Regions from separate parts of the Sus scrofa genome. Here region 2 is linked to region 1. Evidence: chromatin contacts called from public HiChIP or PLAC-seq data. All regions are on one chromosome and are shown on one strand. The core of a region is the stretch at or near the end of the contact, and the rest is flanking DNA. Distances in the headings are between cores, read along the strand shown.

Region 1 (6,079 bases), core at 2,624-5,123:
TCGAACCCTCAACCTCATGGTTACTAGTCGGATTTGTTTCTCCTGAACACAATGGGAACTCCCGACACAATATTTAATTGGTCCCAAGAGCCAGATTCAGAGGTGAGTTTCACAGGCCATGGGTTTACTAATTTCCCTTCTTTCAAAGCCTGTACATTCTATTTTCTTTGAATTTTTGTTTCTTTCTTCTGTCTCTTTCTTTTGGCTGTTTTTCTGAGGCATGCAGAAGTTCCTGAGCTAGGGACCCAACATGTGCCACAGCAGTGGTTAACCTTAACCTGCTGAGCCACCAGGAAACTCCGTGTTTCTTTTCTTCTCAAATAAACAATGTAAACTCAATGTTGAGAAACAATTCTCTCAAAAGCTTTATTTTGATGAGTGGAATTAATGACAAGTTAATTAAAGACGTGCTTGTATCTGAAAGGCTACGTTAGTATGAACTTTATTCAAAAGCACAAGTAGTCCATCGACAGATGATTGGATTCGGAAGATGTGGTATATATACACAATGGAATACTACTCAGCCATAAAAAAGAATGACATAATGCCATTTGTAGCAACATGGATGGAACTAGAGAATCTCATACTGAGTGAAATGAGCCAGAAAGACAAAGACAAATACCATATGATATCACTTATAACTGGAATCTAATATCCAGCACAAATGAACATCTCCTCAGAAAAGAAAATCATGGACTTGGAGAAGAGACTTGTGGCTGCCTGATGGGAGGGGGAGGGAGTGGGAGGGATTGGGAGCTTGGGCTTATCAGACACAACTTAGAATAGATTTACAAGGAGATCCTGCTGAATAGCATTGAGAACTATGTCTAGATACTCATGTTGCAACAGAAGAAAGGGTGGGGGAAAAATGTAATTGTAATGTATACATGTAAGGATAACCTGACCCCCTTGCTGTACAGTGGGGAAAAAAAAAAAAAAAAAAAAAAAAAGCACAAGTAAGCAGAGAGCTGGGACAATCACAGTAAATCAGGTATTTCCAACAAAAGTCCTTCCAGGGAGTTCAGAGTTACAGGCAGAATAGTGATAGAAGAGTAAACCTCTAGTTTCATTTGTGGCTCATGTGAATTATGCCAGAGAAGTTCACTTGCATAGCTGATTTAAGCCCATTCAACAAAATAGTCGTGATTGTGACAGCATTTTAAGGGTTGTGATGTATCGCCACTGGATCAAGTCATGTTCAATCTGGTTGTTATGTTAAGTAAACACTCTTAAAGTTACTGTTAACAGCTTTCACTGCTCATAAAATTAAGATTACTCTGTTAACATTTTATGACCCAGAGAGGAGGTTATCACAGGCAGAAAATGTGAAAGAAAATGAAGTGGAGCTTTGTGTGTGTGAGTGTGTGCGCGCGTGTGCGCGCGCGCGCGTGTGTCGCCCAACCAACTAGTATAGTGTTAACCGTAAAGCTCATCATGATAATCACAATTGAAAAGTACAAAGCGTCGCAGGGACGGTATTCATGTTAATCTTGGAATACGGTTCTTGACTGATAAGCCATGGGAACGTCATGGCCTTGGTGTGTGAGCACCAGGGATGAGCATATTTTATCCATTGTTATCCTCCAGCCCCCATATAGACCTGACACAGAGGAAGCCCTTGTAAATGCTTCTAGAATGGATGAAGAGTGGACCGCTAGGGGTTAGTTGCCTAAGCGGCTTTGCCAGCTCGGCAGGGAAAGAGCTAGATGGGTGTGAGCCAGGAAAGGGCACACGATAAAACTCACGAGGCAATGGAGGCAGGAACACGGGGAGACGTCGCTGAGGTTTTCTGGGACATTCTGCACGTTTGGAATCACGCATGTGGTGCTTTTCTGGGAGTCTCGCTAAAAGTGCTCCACGGGAGAGACTGATCCAGGAAAAGGCATGTCAGAACCACAAGGATGAAGGAAAAATTTGAGTCACAGCTGTGTTCATGGTAAGCAGAAAAACACATTTATTTTTAGACTGCAAAAGGAACCTAGGAAGAATTGAATAAATACACCTCTACTGAAAACACTGACAAGATGCTCTTCATTTATGAAGAAAATATTTAATACCGAGCCTTCGAATGGGAATGAAAATGAAGATAATAGCTGGATTTGCAGTATTTATGCTAATGTTTCTCATTGTTAAACATAAAATGACATTTGGACCACAGCATTTCATGTAAGATGCTAGTGATGAAAGTGTAATGAGAGAGCCAAGATGAGAAGACGAATTGAGCATCTTTTCTGCCAGGACTTAGAAGAAAAGCTTTGCAGGTATGATCCCCTCCCACCCTCACAGCATGTTATTCACCTTTAGAAGGGCTCACAGTGCCGCAGAGAGAATGTGCAAGAAAGATTTTCATTTTCTCCTTATGATAATTCCATAAATAAAATGTAAATACATGCTTATTATGTTTCAAACTCCAAAGAATTTATCTTTCAGGCTTGTCACTTGCCATAATCTCTCTTCCATTACCAAGCTGATAAATAGCTTTCCAGTTCTTTTTATATGCATAAGTCTATTTATTTAACCTTTTATTTTTATTATTTATTTATTTATTTACTTATTTTTGGCCATGCCCATGGCATGCAGAAGTTCCCAGGCCAGGGATTGAACTCATGCCACAGCAGTGACAACACTGGATCCTTAACCTGCTGAGCCACTAGAGAACACCTATATTTAACTTTTTAAATATAAAGATAATTATTGAGGAGATAATTAGTTGGAACATAAATATGAAATGATTTCATTTTAAAAAATGACTATATTTTTTATATTTAATTTTATTGGACTATAGCTGACTTACAATGCTATATTCGTTTCAGGTGTACAGCGAAGTGAATCAGTCATACACTGAATATATCCATTCTTTTTTTCCTATATAGATTATTACAAACCATTGAGTAGATTTTCCTGTGACTGTGATATTTGAAACTTCCATTTTTGATTAGGTGCTGAGTCGGTTCCTTAATACCCCAGCGCCTTTCCATAACTTTCTTGTGATCTTCAGTTAGAAGGTTTCATTTCAATATTGATGATTATGTTTATTTGAATACGTCAATCTCAAATGCAGTTGAGAGAAGGTCTCCTCCCCAACTCTAGTGAAGCCCAGATCTATGTGTGACTCCAGCTGCTGGGTTTGCATGGGCATGGGCATGGGGAACTGACTCATAACCTTCCTTCCTAGGCGGGATCTGCTGTTTCTAGCCTTTCTGAGCTCAGTGGTGGTGAAAGTCTCAATTCGCCTCTTGCAAGAGTGGCTGGCTTCCACTCAGCAGTGGGGGCTTTTGTAGCCCTTGGTCATGTTGGCGTACCTCTCCCAACCAAGGATGGTGTCCATTCTCATTCTTTGATAAGACACACCTTTGCCTCTTAAAATACCTGACTGTGACTGTTCTAAGAAAAGTTTTTCTGCCTCTACTTGGCAAAAATCATCTCTGAGGCTGGCAGACAGTGGGTTTATCTCATCTTCCATGTCTGTCTGAAATCAAGCACCTGAGGGGGCTGGGGACAGACCTGACTTTCTTTCTACCTGGTACTCCTCCCATCCCCCACTTGCCATCTCTCTCCAAGTCCCTTCTCTTTTGTAGAGAGCATGGACTTAGAGCTGCTGGCCGGTCAGACATCCAGAGAGGGAATAAAATGCCCATCTCTACTTCTTGCTGTAATACCTGTTCTTTATAAGTAATTCTTTTGGCGCTTCATTAGAGATCTCTACCTTGTTTGGGGAGGGGAAGCAACCTCTTCTCTCCCTACATTGTGGCTCAGTAGTAATGAATCCAGCAGGTTCGATTCCTGGGATCCCTGGCCTCGCTCAGTGGGTTAAGGATCCAGTATTGCCTTGAGCTGTGGTGTAGGTCATAGATCTGGCTTGGATCTGGTGTTGCTGTGGCTGTGGCCTAGGCTGGAAGTTGCAGCTCTGATTTGACCTAGCCTGGAACTTCCTTATGCCTTGGGTGCGGCCCTAAAAAGGCAAAAAAAAAAAAAAAAAAAAAAAAAAAAGGAAAGAAAAAAAAATCCAAGTTGACGTCTTTTTCAATATCCTTAGGCACTGGAACTTGCTCCCTGTGCTGGCTGTTCTCTTTCCTGCTGCCCAAGATCTCTTCTCCATCTTTCCCTGCAGTGCTGTGCCCTGGAAAGCTGATTGCCATGGACCAAGTCACCTCGGCTCCCTGGTCTTTTTGTTTCCAGTTGGTTTCGGTTAATGGGAGGCAGTGGTAGGAGACTGAAAAGTGGCAGAGAAGGAAGTGGGGATATTTTTTTGGGTCTTTTTTTAGGGCCCCACCTGTGGCATATGGAAGTTCCCAGGCTAGTGTTCAAATTGGAGCTGCAGTGCTGCCAGACTACGCTATAGCCACAGCAACTTGGGATCCAAGCCACATCAGTAACCCACAGTACTGATTGCAGCAACGCTGGATCCCTAAGCCACTGAGTGAGGCAAGGGATCAAACCAGCTTCCTCATGGATACTAGTCAGGTTCTTTACTGCTGAGCCACCTCTTAGAAGAGGTACCAGGTACTCTGGAAGTGGGGATATTTATAGCCCTGACCCTCCATCTTAGCCCGTGTTCCTCTGTGGCTGAAGCTCCCAGCCAGTGGCCCCTCCTCCTCACCTCCAGCCCCAGTTGTCCCCTCCTTCCCGCTCCTTCAGCTCAGCCCTGGAAAAGCTCCCACTCTTGCAAATGCCAAGATGCCTCTCACCCTGGACATGTCTACACATCACTCGGGGATCTTGTGAAAATATAGGTACTGACGTAGCAGGGCTGGAGTGGGACCTGAGATTTTTGCATATCTAACAAACTCTTAGGTGATGCCCATGGGTGCTGCTGGGGCACTGTTTGCTCCACCAGCCCTAAACAACAAGCGAGGGAGCCCTGACTTGGTGGAACGTGGGCTGTAGATGGAAAACCTCAGTGCCCAGTACTGAGAAGAGCTGAGGGAAGCCATCATGGACTGTGGTCATCCCATCTTTCTTTCTCAGTGAGAATTCTTTTCTTCTCATTCCTTTTTACCACTCCGAGTGATGCACACCAGAGGCGTACAGGGAGCTAGCTTATTTGCAAGGGTTTCTGGTTCTTCTCTAGAATGAGAAAGCATCGGGTAACATTTTGTTTAAAGGTTATTTTAGGTTTAAAAATACAGAACAAATGGTACAGAGATTCTACTTATGTCATCAAAGGATTTAATTAGATGTAATTTGATGCATTGCTAATGGAAACTTGAAAGCCAGATTTCCTGAAGATAACGTCCAATCTCTATAATTGCTTACTGATGTTTGAGAATTTTCTCTAAAAATCTGTTAAGGGAAAAATTGTTATATGGTTCTAGAATCAAGAAGATAGATTACAACACATATGCCATACTTTTGTACGGAGGGTGTGGTTGGCAGGTGCTCAAAGCACAAAATTTCAGGAGGCACCCATTTTCAGGTTTGTGCAAACGCCTCCTCAATTTTTACCTTAGGTGCCTCACTTGTCTCATCCTAATTTTGACTCTTCCAGTGCCCATGATAGACATTGCAAAGAGATGATACTTGTGTCGAGAAAATGCATGACGGGTGTAACATTTACCTGGATGAAAACACCATCCATGTATCTTTGGTTGATTACCTGTTGTCTCGAATAGTGTTCTCATTCGTACATTTTGTGGTTTGTCACAGTAGACCCCATATAAAGTCATGTGAGATCCTTTCTTGAAGATGGACTTGGAAAATATCTCAACAATTCTTTTTAAAAACTTCTCCCTCTCTGTATCTAACATTTCTCCTTGGGCTTTTCACACATATAATATTATTTTACCACAGAGCTTCATAGCTTGTATGTTTGTTATTTTGAGAGCTTACCTAAGGGTGAGCCTCTCCAAGCTGAGTGAATAAAAATGGACCAAAAACCCCCAAAAGAGAGCATAAAAGTCAAAACCACAAACCATATCCCTTCCCCCACATGGCTTGTCATCATGATTAAATTAGGAAAAGTGTGTTATTTTTAAAAGAGATCTCAAAGGCCAAAACCAACACTTGAAATCCTTCTATTGGAAAAGGCTATTTAGAATAGCTAGGTTTCAACTGCTTGTTTTCAGACCTACTGCATCAA
Region 2 (6,079 bases), core at 1,982-4,481, 670 kb before region 1:
AGAACCTAGGCATTTAGATTTGCACCAGAAATCTCTCACTTTTTGAAAGTTGCAGTGACTATTGCAAATTCACATCAAATGCTTCAAGACCAAGTAAAGAATATCCCAGACCCCCAATTTTAACTTGTGGTCCAGACTTCAGACAACAAAAGGGGAGGCCATCCCACCAGGCCGCTTCCCTTTTTCCCACAGAAAACACACAAAAAAGGCTGTTAACTCTCCTGGGGGCTCAGGGAAGTCCTCCAGGCACAAAGGCCGGTTACCTTCTCTGGGGGAGGGAGACAGTAGTGGGTGGGGAAATACTTTTCATTCTTTCTGCAAGAGCCAAGGAGAAACAAGCCCTTTCTCAGCCAGTGTGGTTAATGGAGCACATTGCAGTCTGAGAGTTTGGGTGGCTATTCGTTGGAGAGTCAGATGTAAATAACTACGTGTGATAATTACATGGTGCATTCAGACAGGCCCAGAGCAGGAGCAAAGGCCCCATTGTGAGGCTGCTGGTGGAGGATGGGGTGGGGGTGGGGCCCAGGTGGACCTAAAAACTAGGCTAAGACGCATTTGGTTTTAGTCTTCAAGAGTCAAGGGCCAGGAAGTTCCTGTTGTGGCTCAGAGGTAACAAACCTGACTAGTATACATGAGGATGTGGGTTCGATCCTTGGCCTCTCTCAGGGGGTTAAGGATCTGGCATTGCTGTGGCTGTGGTGTAGGCTGGCCATTGCAGCTCCAGTTTGACACATAGCCTGGGAACTTCCATATGCCTTGGATGCAGCCCTAAAAAGACCAAAAAAAAAAAAAAAAAGAGTCAAGGGCCAGCTGAGGCTTTCTATCTAGGGCGTGGCATGACCAGAGCCGAGGTTTTGAGAGTCATCCTGCCCATCAATGCCCGTGTCCGGGTGAATTAGGAGGTAGCTGGGGGGTGGCTGTGGGAAGGAAGACCGGTTCAGAAGCTGTGGAACCCGTCCAGGTACGCGTGAAGGGCTGGTGTGGGTGTGGGTAGGGGAAAAGGAAGGGGCAGTCCTGGGCGCCCTGTTACAAAAGAAGAATTGGCAGGAAATGAGGCACCAGGGAGGGGAAGCAATCAAGATCACAATCTGATTGTTCTCCCTTCCTCACCCAGGTCTTCCGAGAGCTGAAAGGGGGAAAGTGATGGATTCAGAGGAAGAGGCGTATGCATTTCCATGCTCACCATCACCAAAGCGCACAGAGAAGCTTGTGGTCCCTTCTCAAACCATGTAATTCTGATGTGTACTGTGGTTCTGATGTACACTACTGTTTTGTTTTTTTTTTTTTTAGGGCCAAACCTGCAGCATATGGAAATTCCCAGGCTAGGGGTCGAATCGGAGCTACAGCTGCCGGCCTACACCACAGCCACAGCAGTGCTGGATCCAAGCCGTGTGTGCCACCTATACCGCAGCTTGTGGCAATGATGGAGTCTTAACCCACTGAGTGAGGCCAGGGGTTGAACCTGCATCCTCATGGATACTAGTTCAGAGCCACAAAGGGAACTTCCTTCTGCTGTCTACATTTTAATATCTCTGAGGTTATGATATATCCAGTAACCCGTAGCATGCCAGAGTTTAACTGGTGCATGGTATAAGCTGAAGTACATCCCACACAAGTATGAAGTTGGAGCCCTAACCCTCAGTACCTCTGAATGTGTCTGTATTTACCTTGCCAAGGGGGAGGGGCAAGGGGGAGGGTCAAAGGGGAGGGAAGAATTGGGAGTGTGGGGTTAGCAGATGCAAACTAGTTTATAAAGGATGGATAAATGACAGGGTCCTACTGGATAGTACAGGGAACTATATTTACTATCCTGTGATAATTCATAAAGGAAAAGAATATAAAAAGGAATATATATATGTACAACTGAATCACTTTGCGGTATAGAGGAAATTAACTTGATGTTGTAAATCAACTATACTTAAATTTAAAAGATGTGTCTGTATTTGTAGATAAGGTCTTTAAAGAAGTAACCAAGTTTGGAGTTCCCACTGTGACTCAGCTGGTTAACAAATCTGACTAGCATCCAAGAGGATGAAGGTTTGATCCCTGGCCTCGCTCAGTGGGTTAAGGACCCGGCATTGCCGTGAGGTGTGGTGTAGGTTGCAGACACAGCTTGGATCCTGGATTGCTGTGGCTGTAGCGTAGGCCGGCAGCTACAGCTCTGATTTGACCCCCTAGCCTGGGACCCTCCATGTTGCAGGAGTACGGCCCTAAAAAGCAAAAAAAGAAGTAAAAGAAATTAAAATATGGTCTTCAGGGTGAGCCCTACTCCAGTATGACTGGTGTCCTTATAAGAAGGGGAAATTAGGGCAGAGACACACAGGAACGCCAGAGCTTGTGAGGACACAGGAAGACAGCCGTCCACAACCAAGGAGAGAGGCCTCCAAAATAACCAACCCAGCCGACACCTTGATCTTGAATTTCTAGCCTCAGGACTGTGAGACAGTAAACTCTCTATTGTTTAAGCCACCCAGTCTGGGGCACTTGGTTATAGCAACCTCACATACAGTGGGTGTTGTCTTTCTTAATGGGACATGACACAGTGGTTTATCTTAAAATTGATGCAATCTAAGCATCTTGGAGTCTAGAAATTAGTATGGTTCATCATTTTCCCCTTTTTTACTTATTGTCCTTATTCATATAACATTACTCTGATTAAGGTCACTTTACCACTTATCATCCAAACTGGGATAATTTTAAAAATGAAAAAGGAAGTGCTATTAATGACTCAGGGGGAGTTCCCTGGTGGCTCAGTCAAAAAAAACTAGTTTGATATAAAAAATAGTAATAATGGGTTTTTCCCATTGTGGCTCAGCAGTTTAAGAACCTGACATAGTGTCCCTGAGGATTCAGGTTTGATCCCTGGCCTCAGTCAGTGGGTTAAGGATCTGACATTGCCACAGCCTGCTCAGTGTGGTCACAGATGTGGCTCGGATTCTGCAGTGCTGTGGCTGTGGCATAGGCCAGCAGCTGCAGGCCTGTTTCAACCCTTAGCCTGGGAACTTCCATACATTGCAGGTGCAGCCTTAAAAAAGCAAAGATTGTGCCCCAGGCCACCATCAGCTCTAAGGACAGCACAAGTGACATTGCCAACAGAAGTAGAGAAGACAGGAATTCTTGGGTGACAACTATAGCCCTGGATTCAGGGTGGCTCTTCTTTAAACTACCAGAAAAAATATCTTGGTGGAGTAATTGAATAAACTCCCTGAAGGTCCTGATGTCTCAGGCAGGTCTTTCCTCACTGATCTGCCACAATGTGGGAAATTCCCACAGGGCTTCCTTTTCTGAGTTAATGCATTAGAGAGTCTTATAAAAATGTGAAAGCAAAAATTGCCCATGAGAAGTGACAACCATATTCAGCTATTAAACCTGCACTTACATGGGCTAATCTGCGAAAACCATTGACTGAGCCCTAACCATGTGTTTATTTTATTTTATATTATTTTTTTTATGGCTGCACCTGCAGCATATGGAAGTTCCCAGGCTTAGGGTCAAATTAGAGTTGCAGCTACCAGCCTACACCACAGCCACACCAACACCAGATCCAAGCCACATCTACAACCTAAGCTGCAGCTTGTGGCAGTGTGGGATTCTTAACCCACTGAGCGAGGTCAGGGATTGAACCTGAATCCTCATGGATACTAATCAGGTTCTTAACCTGTTTAGCCACAATGGGAATTTCCAGTTCTTCACTTTCTAACTTGCATAGGTTTAAGACCCTTCAATGCATGTCCTCTAAAGAAACGTACAGTTAAAGTTCTCACTCATATATAATGAGCTTTGTTTTTAAGAAAATACCTATTGAGAAAGCAGTTCCATGTCGCTCATTCTCCAAGGACCATATAGAAAGAGACAAGGTCACAATTTCAAATGGGGAAAATACAAACATTCTAGGTGTTTAAAAATGGTAATAGTTTAACATTAATAATAGTTCCCAACAAAGACAAATGGTGCCACCTTTGGCTGGTCTTTTCCTCTAGGAATTTACTTTGAGCCCAGAGCTCTATTACTTGGCAGGAACTTGGACTTGGCAGAAATACTGGCAATTCCACAGCCACTTTCAGTCCCCTGGCATTCCAGTGTAAAATCAATGTGGAGACTGGCATTCACGAAATGTTTGGAGTTCCCTGGTAGCTCAGCAGTTTAGGGATCTGGTGTTGTCACTGCTGTGGCTCAGGTCACTGCTACGGCATGGATTCAGTCCCTGGCCAGGTCCCAATAAAAAAGAGAAATGCTCAACAGTTCTTCTCAGGAGGGAGGATGGAAGAGGGAGAGAAGGAAGGGGAGAAGAAGGTAGGGAGGAAAGAGAAGGAAGGAGGGAGGGGGGAAATGGGGAGGGAGGCAAGCAGGGAAACATTTTCTGGAAGAGTTTAAATGTCATTTCCAATGACTGATCAAACCTGGATTTCTGTCATGGCTCATCAGTAATGAACCCAACTAGTATCCATGAGGATGTGGGTTCAAACCCTGGCCCTGCTCAGTGGGTTACGGATCTGGCGTTGCCACAAGCTGTAGCTGAGGTCACAGACATGGCTTGGATCCAGCATTGCTGTGGCTGTGGTGTAGGCTGGCAGCTGTAGCTCCAGTTTGACCCCTAGCCTAGGAATTTCCATGTGCCACAAATGCAGCCTTAAAAAGAAGAAAAAAAAAAAGATTATCTGGGGTTTCTACATACACTGTTCTCTATGAGCTAGGTGGCTACTGAGAGTTGGGATCTTATCAAGAAAATGTTGCAGTTCCCTGGTGGCTCAGTGGCTTAAGGATCTGGCATTGTCACTGCTGTGGCATGGGTTCGATCCCTGTCCCAGGACCTTCTACATGCCAAGGGCGCAATGGAAAAGAAAAAGTTTCCCTAATTTAAATGACTTGAAGGAAGTGTGACCTGGTTCAGATAAGAGGGACTAGTATAAGAACAGAAATGATTGAGCAAGAATTGAAACTGGGGCCTCCCAGCCAGATTCCACATCTAGGAGATGGGTAATTTGACAACAATTCATGGCAGAGTTGCCTCAGATCTTGAAATTTTTACCTCATCTGTCTTCCCATCTTTTTTCTTTTTCTTCTTCTTCTTTTTTTTTGGTTTATTCGTCTTTTAGGGCTGCACCCTCCGCACATGGAGGTTCCCAGGGCTCCAATCAGAACTGGCCAGAGACACAGCAACTTGGGATCCCAGCCGTGTCTGCAACCTACACACAGCTCACGGCAACGCCAGATCCTTAACCCGCCGAGTGAGGCCGGGGATCAAACCCGAGTCTTCATGGATACTAGTCGGGTTCATTACCGTTGAGCCACAATGGGAACTTATTTTTGTATTTTATTTTATTATTTTTTTTTTAGTTTTGTTGTTAACGTACAAGGTTGTGATCACTTCTGCTGTATAGCAAAAGGACTCAGTTATTCACGTACACACATCTGCTCTCTTTCTAGGGCAGTAGCCTGTTTTTTTCCATCCTGAGTCCCCTCTTTCAGTTGCACAGTTGGTGTGGCTGCAGTGATTGATAGCTTGATGGCTGCAACATCCTTTGTTTACCGACAGGGCAGATCACCCTCAATTTGCTGCCACTGGAAACTTGAAAAAAACCCAAAGACTAGGAATCTGTGTGAATGGAAAAGACACACAACTCTCCCAGCTGCCTTTCTTCACTAGCAGTTACCTTGTGACACTCACACCCCAAGAGCCAGAGAGACTTCCAGCCTCAGAGACTTCGCCCTCTTTGCAGTCTTTGAAATTAAGTCCTTGGCATCAGACTGTTCTGCCTTTGTCTGAAGCCCCAGGTTTAGGTCCTCACGGACCACCTGAGAAGAAGGCTCACAGCTCCTGGGGAAGGAGGCACATGGCTCCTCAGGGGGCTAGGGTTTCATCAGTTTGGAAAGATGGGTGAGGCTTAGGAGGCAGCGGGGTGGTGAGAAGCGGAAACAGAGCTCTGGACCTGGGGCCCAGTGGGACCCGTCCTGTCAGGGGGAGGAGGGCAGAGGGCAAGGCCACTTTCCCCTTATCTCCAACTGGGGTTGTGGATAGACTCAGTCCATAACTCTGGTAGAAAATAAACACAGCTTGGAGTTCCCTGCTGGCCTAGCA

The links. HiChIP or PLAC-seq counts read pairs in DNA pulled down with a chosen protein or histone mark.
Region 2: an H3K27ac HiChIP or PLAC-seq map of alveolar macrophages shows a contact between it and region 1. The contact joins two enhancer-like sites. A contact is called at or near these places in 2 of 2 datasets of contacts at active chromatin or transcription factors (alveolar macrophages and skeletal muscle).

What each region holds. Positions count from the first base shown.
Region 1 is chr13:9,867,700-9,873,778 of Sscrofa11.1, reverse strand. The region is part of intron 2 of LOC106505551 (a long non-coding RNA gene); the gene reads right to left. Among named protein-coding and RNA genes, the nearest start is that of UBE2E2, 130 kb to the left of the region's middle. Within about 2 kb of position 3,873, at least 2 of the 83 cell types and tissues checked have an H3K27ac peak or open chromatin away from gene starts, as enhancers often do. A contact at or near this core is called in alveolar macrophages, where this site is marked.
Region 2 is chr13:10,540,388-10,546,466 of Sscrofa11.1, reverse strand. It overlaps LOC110256537 (a long non-coding RNA gene), which reads left to right. Exons shown (of 4, transcript XR_002338165.1): 3 at 1,115-1,229; 4 at 3,981-4,116. Among named protein-coding and RNA genes, the nearest start is that of NKIRAS1, 170 kb to the left of the region's middle. Within about 2 kb of position 3,231, at least 1 of the 83 cell types and tissues checked has an H3K27ac peak or open chromatin away from gene starts, as enhancers often do. A contact at or near this core is called in alveolar macrophages, where this site is marked.